Linked DNA regions of Danio rerio: regions 1 and 2 are each linked to region 3. A link is a contact called in public Micro-C data. All regions are on one chromosome and are shown on one strand. The core of a region is the stretch at or near the end of the contact, and the rest is flanking DNA. Distances in the headings are between cores, read along the strand shown. Region 1 holds the start of tprb (translocated promoter region b, nuclear basket protein). Region 2 holds the start of arpc5b (actin related protein 2/3 complex, subunit 5B). Region 3 holds the start of hmcn1 (hemicentin 1).

What was found. Hi-C and Micro-C count contacts between places; a contact is called where the count stands out from the background.
Region 1: a contact with region 3 is called in a Micro-C map of caudal fin, with 2.8 times the contacts expected there. The contact joins the promoter of tprb here to the promoter of hmcn1 in region 3. A contact is called at or near these places in 2 of 18 Hi-C or Micro-C datasets (caudal fin and an unstated tissue) and 1 of 4 datasets of contacts at active chromatin or transcription factors (embryo).
Region 2: a contact with region 3 is called in a Micro-C map of caudal fin, with 5 times the contacts expected there. The contact joins the promoter of arpc5b here to the promoter of hmcn1 in region 3. A contact is called at or near these places in 1 of 18 Hi-C or Micro-C datasets (caudal fin) and 1 of 4 datasets of contacts at active chromatin or transcription factors (caudal fin).

What each region holds. Positions count from the first base shown.
Region 1 is chr20:37,341,302-37,344,578 of GRCz12tu, forward strand. It overlaps tprb (translocated promoter region b, nuclear basket protein), which reads right to left and starts at 1,721. Exons shown (of 50, transcript NM_001030123.1): 1 at 1,561-1,721; 2 at 1,204-1,308; 3 at 1,042-1,115; 4 at 852-948; 5 at 22-125. The coding sequence starts at 1,711.
Region 2 is chr20:37,423,286-37,426,488 of GRCz12tu, forward strand. It overlaps arpc5b (actin related protein 2/3 complex, subunit 5B), which reads left to right and starts at 1,490. Exons shown (of 4, transcript NM_201509.1): 1 at 1,490-1,776; 2 at 2,542-2,614. The coding sequence starts at 1,637.
Region 3 is chr20:37,564,323-37,567,395 of GRCz12tu, forward strand. hmcn1 (hemicentin 1) reads right to left here and starts at 1,521. Exons shown (of 107, transcript NM_001190304.2): 1 at 951-1,521. The coding sequence starts at 1,199.

The DNA of each region.
Region 1 (3,277 bases), core at 471-2,970, 220 kb before region 3:
CACACACTTTTTTTTTTTTACCTTGATTGAAACTTCAGAGGTTTCTGACTCCTCCAGTTTGAGCTGAAGCTGCATTTTTTCTGCACTGACTTCCACCAATCGATCATTAAGACGCTTAAGGTCCTCTGTAAAACAACAATAATAATAATTAAAAAATAAATAAATAAAGGCCATTCTTTTGAAATATGCTTACGCAGGATTTTTAAAATAGTAATAGTTATTTTACATTGCATTTAATTTAATTTCATTCTGTTTTTGATAACAAGTAGGGCTGCACGATATTGGAAAGATCTGACATTGCAATATGTTGTTTCGCAGCATATATTGTATGAATATAGTCTCAGCAGATGATATGAATAGCTCTATTTGGAAAGATTTCATTATTTAGATTGATTGAGATGATTCTTTGCAGTGGATTTGCATAAATAATAATTAATTACAAGGAAAAACAAATAAATAAACAGTGCTTTAAGGTTTTCTGGGAAGCCTAACAGTATCCAAGTACAGAAATGAAACAATCAAATGTAAAATATAATGATCATAATTTTATAAATAATGATAGTTAATATCTTTATCTTGTAACTTTAATAAACAATCTAATTCTGAGATGTGACCATTGCAGATACACACATTGCGATGTGGATGCTCAAACAATATATTGTTCAGACCTAATAACAATACATAAGTGTTTCTTTATTACTGATCAAATTCCGAACTTGATTCAAAATCAAAACATAAATCTGTGTAAACATTTTAGTGTATGTAAACAAGACGTCCAAACAAAATCTGCCCTTTCAGTATTACAGTGCAACATTACAATAAAAAAAGTTTCTTAAATAATACTTAAATACCGCTTTGGTGTTCCATCTCCTGAGATCTTCTTTCCAGTGTACGGACCAGCTCTCTTTTTTCTGCTTCGAGCTCATCTTTGGCTTTGGAAAGGTCATTCTGCAAACAAGGCACAGTCTTTCTAGTCTCATCACACACCTCAAGAAGACACTGAGATCTTCTCCTCTAGCAAACTGTCATGTAAAATTTTACCTGTTTAGATTCTAGTTTGGCGTATGAAGCTGCTTGCTCCTTATTGTTCTCTCTTAAACATTTCAGCTCATCCTCTGTAATCGAAAAGAGCAAATACAATTAAGCATAACATTCAAATTCTAAATACAATACAATATAGACATTTGATTGACACCTACTTACCCAATTTATAGTGCTCCTCTTTCAGGATCTGATGTTCTTGAGTCTGGGACACAAACTGAGCCTGACTCTCTGCGAACTTTTTCTCGATGTCAAAATACTGTTGTTCTATGTTAAAAAAGTAAAATACCAAAACACATTAACATGCCTGCAAACAAGTGCACGGTAACAATGTGGACAGAAAAAAATTATTTAGATTATGAATTTAATTGTAACAATTGTTTACTAGTTATAGTTTGCAGAACAACACGTCCAAGAATTAACGTAAACAACATCATACAAATTACCTCAAGATAACCAGACCCAGGCCTCGTTCGTGACTATGAACTGTTTACATTGACTAAAATAGCATAGCCTTACCGCTATCCACACGAAATTGCTCCTGTTGTGCCTTGAGGTCATCAACTTCACATTGCTGCTCAGAAATGTACTTCTCTAATTTAGTCAAAACTGTTTTTTGGAGTTTCGATATCTCCGACCGCTCAAGTATCTGCTGCAACACAGCCGCCATTTTTCGTTCCGGTGACTCCTCCTCGTCCGGCGCGTCAAATGCAAACGTGCTTATTACTATTTTCCGCAAGGTGGTAAAACTTCCACCAGGTGGCGCCCATGTAGATTTGGAGAAGCTTTGTAAACAAATTCGTCAAATGATCTATGAAGTCAAAAGACCAAATAAATAAAACAAATAAACATTTTATCCTTTAACTTGTTTAACAAACACACTCTTTCAAGTAAAGGTGATTGTGATTGGACAGCCTGGACATCGATGAGAGAAGTAACGTGAAAACTGCGTCCTTGTGACGGAGTCATTTACACTTGAATAAGGATGTGGATTTAAAATATTGCACGTATTATGTCGATGAATTTCATTATGGTTGTATGCAATATATTTGATTCGTTTAAATTGGCCCGTAGCCAGCCTGGTGAAAGTGGTGGTTCTTTTTTTCTCAAAAAGTGGACCTATTTGCAGTTATACGACTCAGTTTCTATTTAACTATGAGATTTAAATACTGCATTTAAGTTGGGTTTTTTGTTGGTAAACAAGTCAGATGTCATCATAATCACACTTTTTGATGACTAAAATATTTATATCCTAAAAAATTGCAATAAAACAAATTAAAACAAGACTATTTTTTAAAATACAAATTTATTACATCATATATCATTGGAAAAAATAGCAATCTATTAAAGTCTTAAAGTAAAAAAAAAACTGTAGCTCACTATTATTTATTAGACAAAAAAAAAAAAAAAAACCTGGCCAGCACATTCAACTGTCCTCAGTCACAATTTGGCAATTTCTATAATAATAATAATAATAATAATAATAATAATAATAATAATAATAATAATAATAACAGTAATAATACATGGTAATAATAATAATAATAATAATAATGAATTCTTCAGAATTTTTCTAGTCTCTTTGGCAAAAACAAAGTACATTTTAAAATTCCTGGAAATAAACAATAGGCAAAATATATTCAAATTAATTTTATATGGTCCGCTTTTGGTGCTTCACACATTTTTTTTACACCTGTAAAATGTTTTCTCTGTTTAAAAACAATACAGCAGTGAAAGAAGACTTCTCTTACGTCAGATTATAGTCCCACCAAAGCAACAGCCGACAGAAGATTCCGTTTGGTCTTAACGCCTTTTTCGATGGATTATTTTCATTACTTGTGATGACATAGCAGTCAGAATAGAACAATTGAGCTAATGTATGGGACAAATTCTGGACCTTTGTCACTGTCAGTGAGGGGTGGGCCTTCCGAACCCCCCTGTCTACAGGCCTGAAAAGTTAGAGCACACGTTTTTTGCTTATAGTAAACATGTTTTTAATAGAATTTTGGCTGTAAAAGCGCACCTACAGGTGTTTCAGGCACAGGGCAGATTTTCTCCAGGTCATAATTTTTTTTGTTCATATTAGTTTTGTCTAAAAATGATTATACCTGTCCAGTTTCATCTGGAACGCACCCCAAATCACCTTCTGAAGTGGTTTGAGCGATCTGACATCTGATCAGAATAAAACGAATGAATTGATCTAACAGTCTCATAAACACAGACGTAACGGGAATAT
Region 2 (3,203 bases), core at 240-2,739, 140 kb before region 3:
AAAAAAATGCAAAGAATGGCAATCACAGATTTTTTGAAATTACCTTTAACAATTGCAAAAAGAGACAGAAAGGGCAGAAGCACAGCTTCATCTGGCAGAGAACAACTGACTCTGACCAAACTGCAGCAAACCAAGACCAATGACTTGAGATTCGCCTCCTAAAGGCCACGCTCAGACAAGCTGCTCTCTCCACATCAGATGAGGAAGTCTGAACTTATTGTGGAGTTTTTGACATTAGGTCTTTTTTTATTTACATCTATATTTGAAACTTATTATAAATACCTCAATGTACAGTGTTTGTGTTGTAGGTCTCAGATAAGCGGACTGCTGGAAGAGGATGGGGTGGGGTTTTTATAGTTTTTCGTTTTTTTTTTTTTTTTAAATGTGTGTGTGTTTTCATTTCTAATAAAAATAAAGTTATATTGACCCCACACTGGCTATTCTACTTGTTGCTCTTTACATAGGCCTATCTATCCATCTACATTGTGATTGAGCACTGGTAATCCAGATTTAGTGATCCTGAAAAGTTCCTATTCGGATCAGACTGATCCAATCCAATGTTGCTTTGAAAAACTGGCTCAAAAAGTAAGCTGGATTACGTGATCACGGATCGCAAAAACAGGATTACTAAATCCGGATCAATTTGATCCAGATTAAACCTTTTGAAAAACCGGGCCCTGGTGTCCTGGGCAAATTCTCTCCATAGACCATCCACCTAATTGGCTCTCTCACTGTCTCTCCACTCCTCCTATGTGAGGTGAGCACACTGGCGCTGTTGTCCTGTGGGTGCCGTCGCATCAGCCAAGTGGACGCTGCACACTGGTGGTGGTGGTGAGGCCCTCTCCCTCATAATTGTGAAGCACTTTAGGGTGTATGGCCATACACGATAAATGCGCTACATAAATACACATCACATTACATTAATACAGACATGACAAAACGTCTGCCTTATACTTTGTTTGTTTGTTTTTTTTTCAAAACTAAACAAAAACTAAATAAAATCAATAAATAAACAAAGCAATTAATTAAAAACATAGAGAGTAGACAGTAAAAAGTAGAAAACTAGAAAGTCGCTAAATTTGATGACAAAATCCATAGATGCTTATATCATGGACAAAGTCCACAAACTGCACCGTTCGTGAAGCTGCTTTGGAAAGATAATTATTGTGAAAAACGCTATACAAGTGAACCTAAACAGAACAGAATTGAACAATATAGTTTATTAATAAAAGGAAAAGAAAAGTATAAATGAATGAATGAGTTTATTAATATATTTTACCAGAATTATTTACCAGAACTTAACAATAATTTAGCAGGCATGTTATACTATTAGTGTGTAATGTTTATTTTTAGCGTTTTAATAAAGTCAGACTATTCTAATTGAAGTCATTTGACCCATGAATCTATTAGAAGTGTGCTGAGGTCCTCTAGTGGTTGAAAATAATTGACTTAGAAACGTCCTTTCCGCGGTGTCGCCGATAGAGGGCGCGCTATGCGGAAGTGAAGAAATCCACCATTGACGGCCAGACTGAGGTTGCAGGAACCGCCAGTCTCGTTCAGCCCACTGGATTGTTAGATGGTATTGATGCAAAAGCGCTTAGTTTAACTTCAAACGGGGGAATCATTTACCATCATCATGTCAAAGAACACGGTGTCCGATCGTTTCAGGAAAGTGGACGTGGATGAGTACGACGAGAACAAGTTTGTGGACGAAGAAGAAGGAGGAGAAAACCAGCTGGGTCCAGATGAGGCAGAGGTGGATTCTCTCATCAGACAATATCCTTCTTTATTCAGCATGATCTGAAAAAAAATCTTGCTCTTCCAGAGGCACAAGCTCACATTAATATCAATGTGATCTATGCTTGAATAGATTGTAATTATGACTGAAACAGCGCGGCTATTTCAATATTTGAGCGTGCATTAATATATTAAATACATACAGCATACATTCAGCGTGCTTATTAATAGAAGCCAAGTAGATTTTGTATAGTTTGGAGCTAGTGTTACACGGCAACATGCACTGATTTACGTTCTTGCTGTATAATTCATGAGTTGCCTGATACACCAGCTGGCCTGCATGTTTCTGTACATCAAATACAAATCATGCTGAACTGTGCTAGAGTGTGTTATTGTGATCATTTACGATACTTTTTTCAGAGAAAGACGACGTTACTTGTTTTGGGAACTTAAAAGTCCTCTCTTCTTGAAGCAGTTAGATCACTGAAATGCCCAGACATGCCTTAACATTCCTGGCATTCGTCTAGTTAAAAGCGTTTTCCTGCAAAATGTGTAATGTGTTCCTTGCAGTACTGCTTATTATTTCCAGGCTGTCATTTATAACAGAAGCATTATTTTAGTATAAGGAAGTTGAATTCATGTCCTTATATGTCATTTTTGCAGGACCCAGGGCTAGTTCCTGTTTCTAATGTATAACCCCTCAGTGCAGCAAGTTCAATACCTTGTGTTTTTAGTATTGTAAAGTTTTTATTTTTGGCATACATGTTTTAACATTCAGCACTTTTCCTTAACTCCACTCTGCAAAGGGAACCTCATGGGTGCTCTACAGGCAGTATTAAAAAACCCACCAATCAATACAAAGAATCAAAACGTCAAGGTGAGTCATGCCAGCTTTTTGTTTCCCTAAAGAGTAAACAATTATTTTTCTTTGATTATATATAACAGAGGTGCCCAAATTAGAGTTCGTGTGCCAAAGTTGGCCCATTGTAACCTTTGATTTGGCCCACCATCCCATCCAAGAGGAGAGTGAGAATGATAAAGAGAGGGCAGACATGGGACAATAATCGGTTTCAAGGTATACTGCCGTATGAATAGTCAAGGTTTTAAAACCACCTAAATTTTCTACTATACCGTTCCTAAGGTATTTGTAACATTTTATTATTTAAGTTTTTTAAGACAATGTTATTTCCAGCAGAAAAGGTATCCAAAGATGTTTTTTAAATTATAAAGAAATCAGTGTTTTTGAATCAAATGAAGACAGAAGCCTGACATGTTTACTGCTACAAAATATTTAAAGTGTTTCTCAAAATAAAATTTACTGTGTTCAAAGAGAAAACAAGTTAAAGTTTTTTTCCCCCAGACATTAAAATAGAATATATTTTAGAAAAGTAAGCACAATACTGTGAAACCCTGATATTTTTATCCACGGTTCTCAAACCATCAGAAGACATGCAGAAGACATCAAA
Region 3 (3,073 bases), core at 271-2,770:
TTTACATCTCTTTAGATGATACTTTCTTTTGACTCTTCAACGGAGTTAGGAGACTCATTTTTCATCAGTACTACCATATTTACCACAACATGTTGCTTACCCTGCAATTATATCATTTAAATGCCATTTTCTCTTTTTGGCTTTGTTTAGATTAGTGAAGTGAACTTGCCTTTGTACTTGAAAAGATTACAAAGCAAAAACACACTCTTAAGTTGACATGACAAAGAATCGACCATGTTGAGAGTGAAATGTGAATCTTTGATCCATTTTTCAGGGATATATTTTAGATATATTTCAGATGGACAAAACTCTATGGTGCATGCAACTTACTTGTCTGGGACACATATTTAATTATTAGTGCTACAAGAGTATCCTAACTGTCCTGTACAGTTATTAAAGTATGTTCCTTGGAAAAAGGCAGCACTTGCAGGCATCTAAATGCTTCCAAGGTTGTTCCGCCTGAATAGACGGAATGATAATGACAGTGAATTCAGTGCACAGAACATCTGGGCACTACAAACAATGCTTTGATACCTCCTGTAGGTGTGAGACACTAGCATGAAGCAGCTCTCAACAAACTAACAGATTTGTCATGTTTCTGGCAACAAGTCCTCTTTAAGATGAACTACATTTGTAAACGTACTTGATACAGGATATATTTACTTGTACAACACAATATATGTCTAAAGAAAATGTCACAAAATTATTTTTCTAGTTTCAAGAACAAACCACATTGCATTAGAATTGTGCTTAAACATGCACATTTATCAACATTTACTATAAGAAAATCTGTCAATTTTTAGACGTATTACTGAAAGACATAGCAAAACATTTAAAATATAAAAAAAGAAAGGAGTTGGTTACTTATCAGTAAAAAAAATCTATTATTATGGGGCAATAAAGAATTGTATTAAAACCATTTAAACGAATGGAACGTGTTCGTATGTACCTGGGTCATGAAACGGCACCAAGGCGAAGTTGTATAGTGGTCTTTGGGGTCTGCTGAGGGATGTTTCCAAAATCTTCGATGCTCCTTCAATCACTTGCACTAAATCATCGTACATGGAGCCGGTGACATCAAACACAAACGCTAAGGTGGAGGCTCCCTCGGGGACATCTTCTTTTGGGTCCTGGGCTGTTGACAAAACGTTAAGAACTAATATGAGACCAAGAAAAAACGGCGAAGTTATCAAGTCCATCTTGCGATTCCCAACTGCTTCTCGACAAAAATAACCTCGACGCAAAAAAAAGAAGAAATCAGCGACGAGCTGAAAAAAATTTACAAAACATTGGTTACATTGACAACAGAGACACTATTGGGAAAAAAATAAGTCTTGAAAAAGACAAAAAAAAAAATTGAGGAGGCACTGTGTCAGATTTCTTCTGACGGTCGTTTGCGCGAGGATGCTTTGAGTTTGTTTTAGTGCGCGCGCGTCCTGCGCCTCTGGAGTTTCTCAACAAACTGTCGCCTCCACAAATGCTGATCCACTATTAACTTCTTTTACCAGACGCGAGAGAAGAAGCACCTCAGGCAAACTCTGACTCGTCGTATTAAGAAGCTTCGCGCTTATTGGTCTACAGCTCTTTTGGGGTCGCGAGGGGGTCTTGTGTGTATTTACATGACCCATGAAGCAAAGGTTTACATTTTACGAGTCTCCATATAAAAAACGAGTACACAATTTTAAAAAGAGCATAAATGAAACCGCTTACATCATAATATGAACATGGGTCAAAATGGAAAATACTTTATTGCCTCAAAAAGAAAATGTCCTGGATACTGTCGAATTTACACACAAGTCTTACTAATCAGCAAATGAATGCACAAAAATAATAATGCCATGTGAAGATAAAAATCACAACAACAGGAAAAAATAGCCTAATTAAATTAACAAAATATTAATGAAATAAAAAAATATAAAATAAATAAAAAATACAATTTCTCTGAACTCAACAGACACTTTGGATATCCATGTTTAACATAATGCAACTTTCAAAGACATAATGGTACTGTACAGTCTGTATTAACCCCTAACCCAAATACAACCCACAGAGAAAACATTTAGCATTTTTATAAATTCAAAAAACATTCAGATCACGATCAACAAGTCATTTTTAGGTATTAAAACCTTTCTGAGGGAACAATTTCCTTCTTCTTCTTTTACAATACCTGAACCACACACACCAGTTTAGCTATATCCCACCTTAACTCCAAACACGACCCTAAAACATTTGGCATTCTTACATTTAGATGAACGAAAATGTCTCGACAAGTTCAAAAAACTGTCTTAATATACAATGTACATGTATTCAATTCTATGTAATATGCAAGCAATGTAGTGACACATTTTAATGCAGAACTTGGTTGTCTGCGTTTTTGTTCACTTGCTACCACCTAATGGCAGGCTGCAGATACTGCGATGAGTTGCAACCACTGCCAGAAGACAATGAAGGGAAAAGCTGCAAGGGTAACTGTGAAATGTGAAGTTACCCTATTGTTGGTGGTAAGTTTTCATGTAAAACGTTTGACAAAGTGGAAAGTTTGCTTGTAGTCCACAAAACTTCGAAAGGATAGGGGTAAGCAGATTTTTGTGAGTAGGCCTAATGGAGCAGTTAAAAAAGAGGAAAAGACAACAGGAGCAAAACAGCAGCCAAGGGGAAAGCGACGTATGGTAGAAGAATCAATGAACATATCCTGGTTATCAGTTTTAAGCTGGCTGCATATCAATCCACAACAAATAAATGCCACTTTGGTTAATGAGATGGTAATAGTATTTTTTGGAAAAAGATGCAAGAGAATAGAAATGTCACTAATTCACCCACATCTGTCGATGCATACATTTATTTTTTCAACACATTTCTAAACATAATAGTTTTAATAACTCATCTCTAATAACTGATTTATTTTATCCTTGCCATGATGACAGTAAATAGTATTCTACTAGATAGCATATTTTTTAAGACAGTAGTATTCATCTTAACGTGACATTTAAATGCTTAACTAGGTTAATTAGGGTAGGCAGATTAGGGTAATTAGGTAAGTTATTGTATAGCAATGGTTTGTTCTGTAGACTAT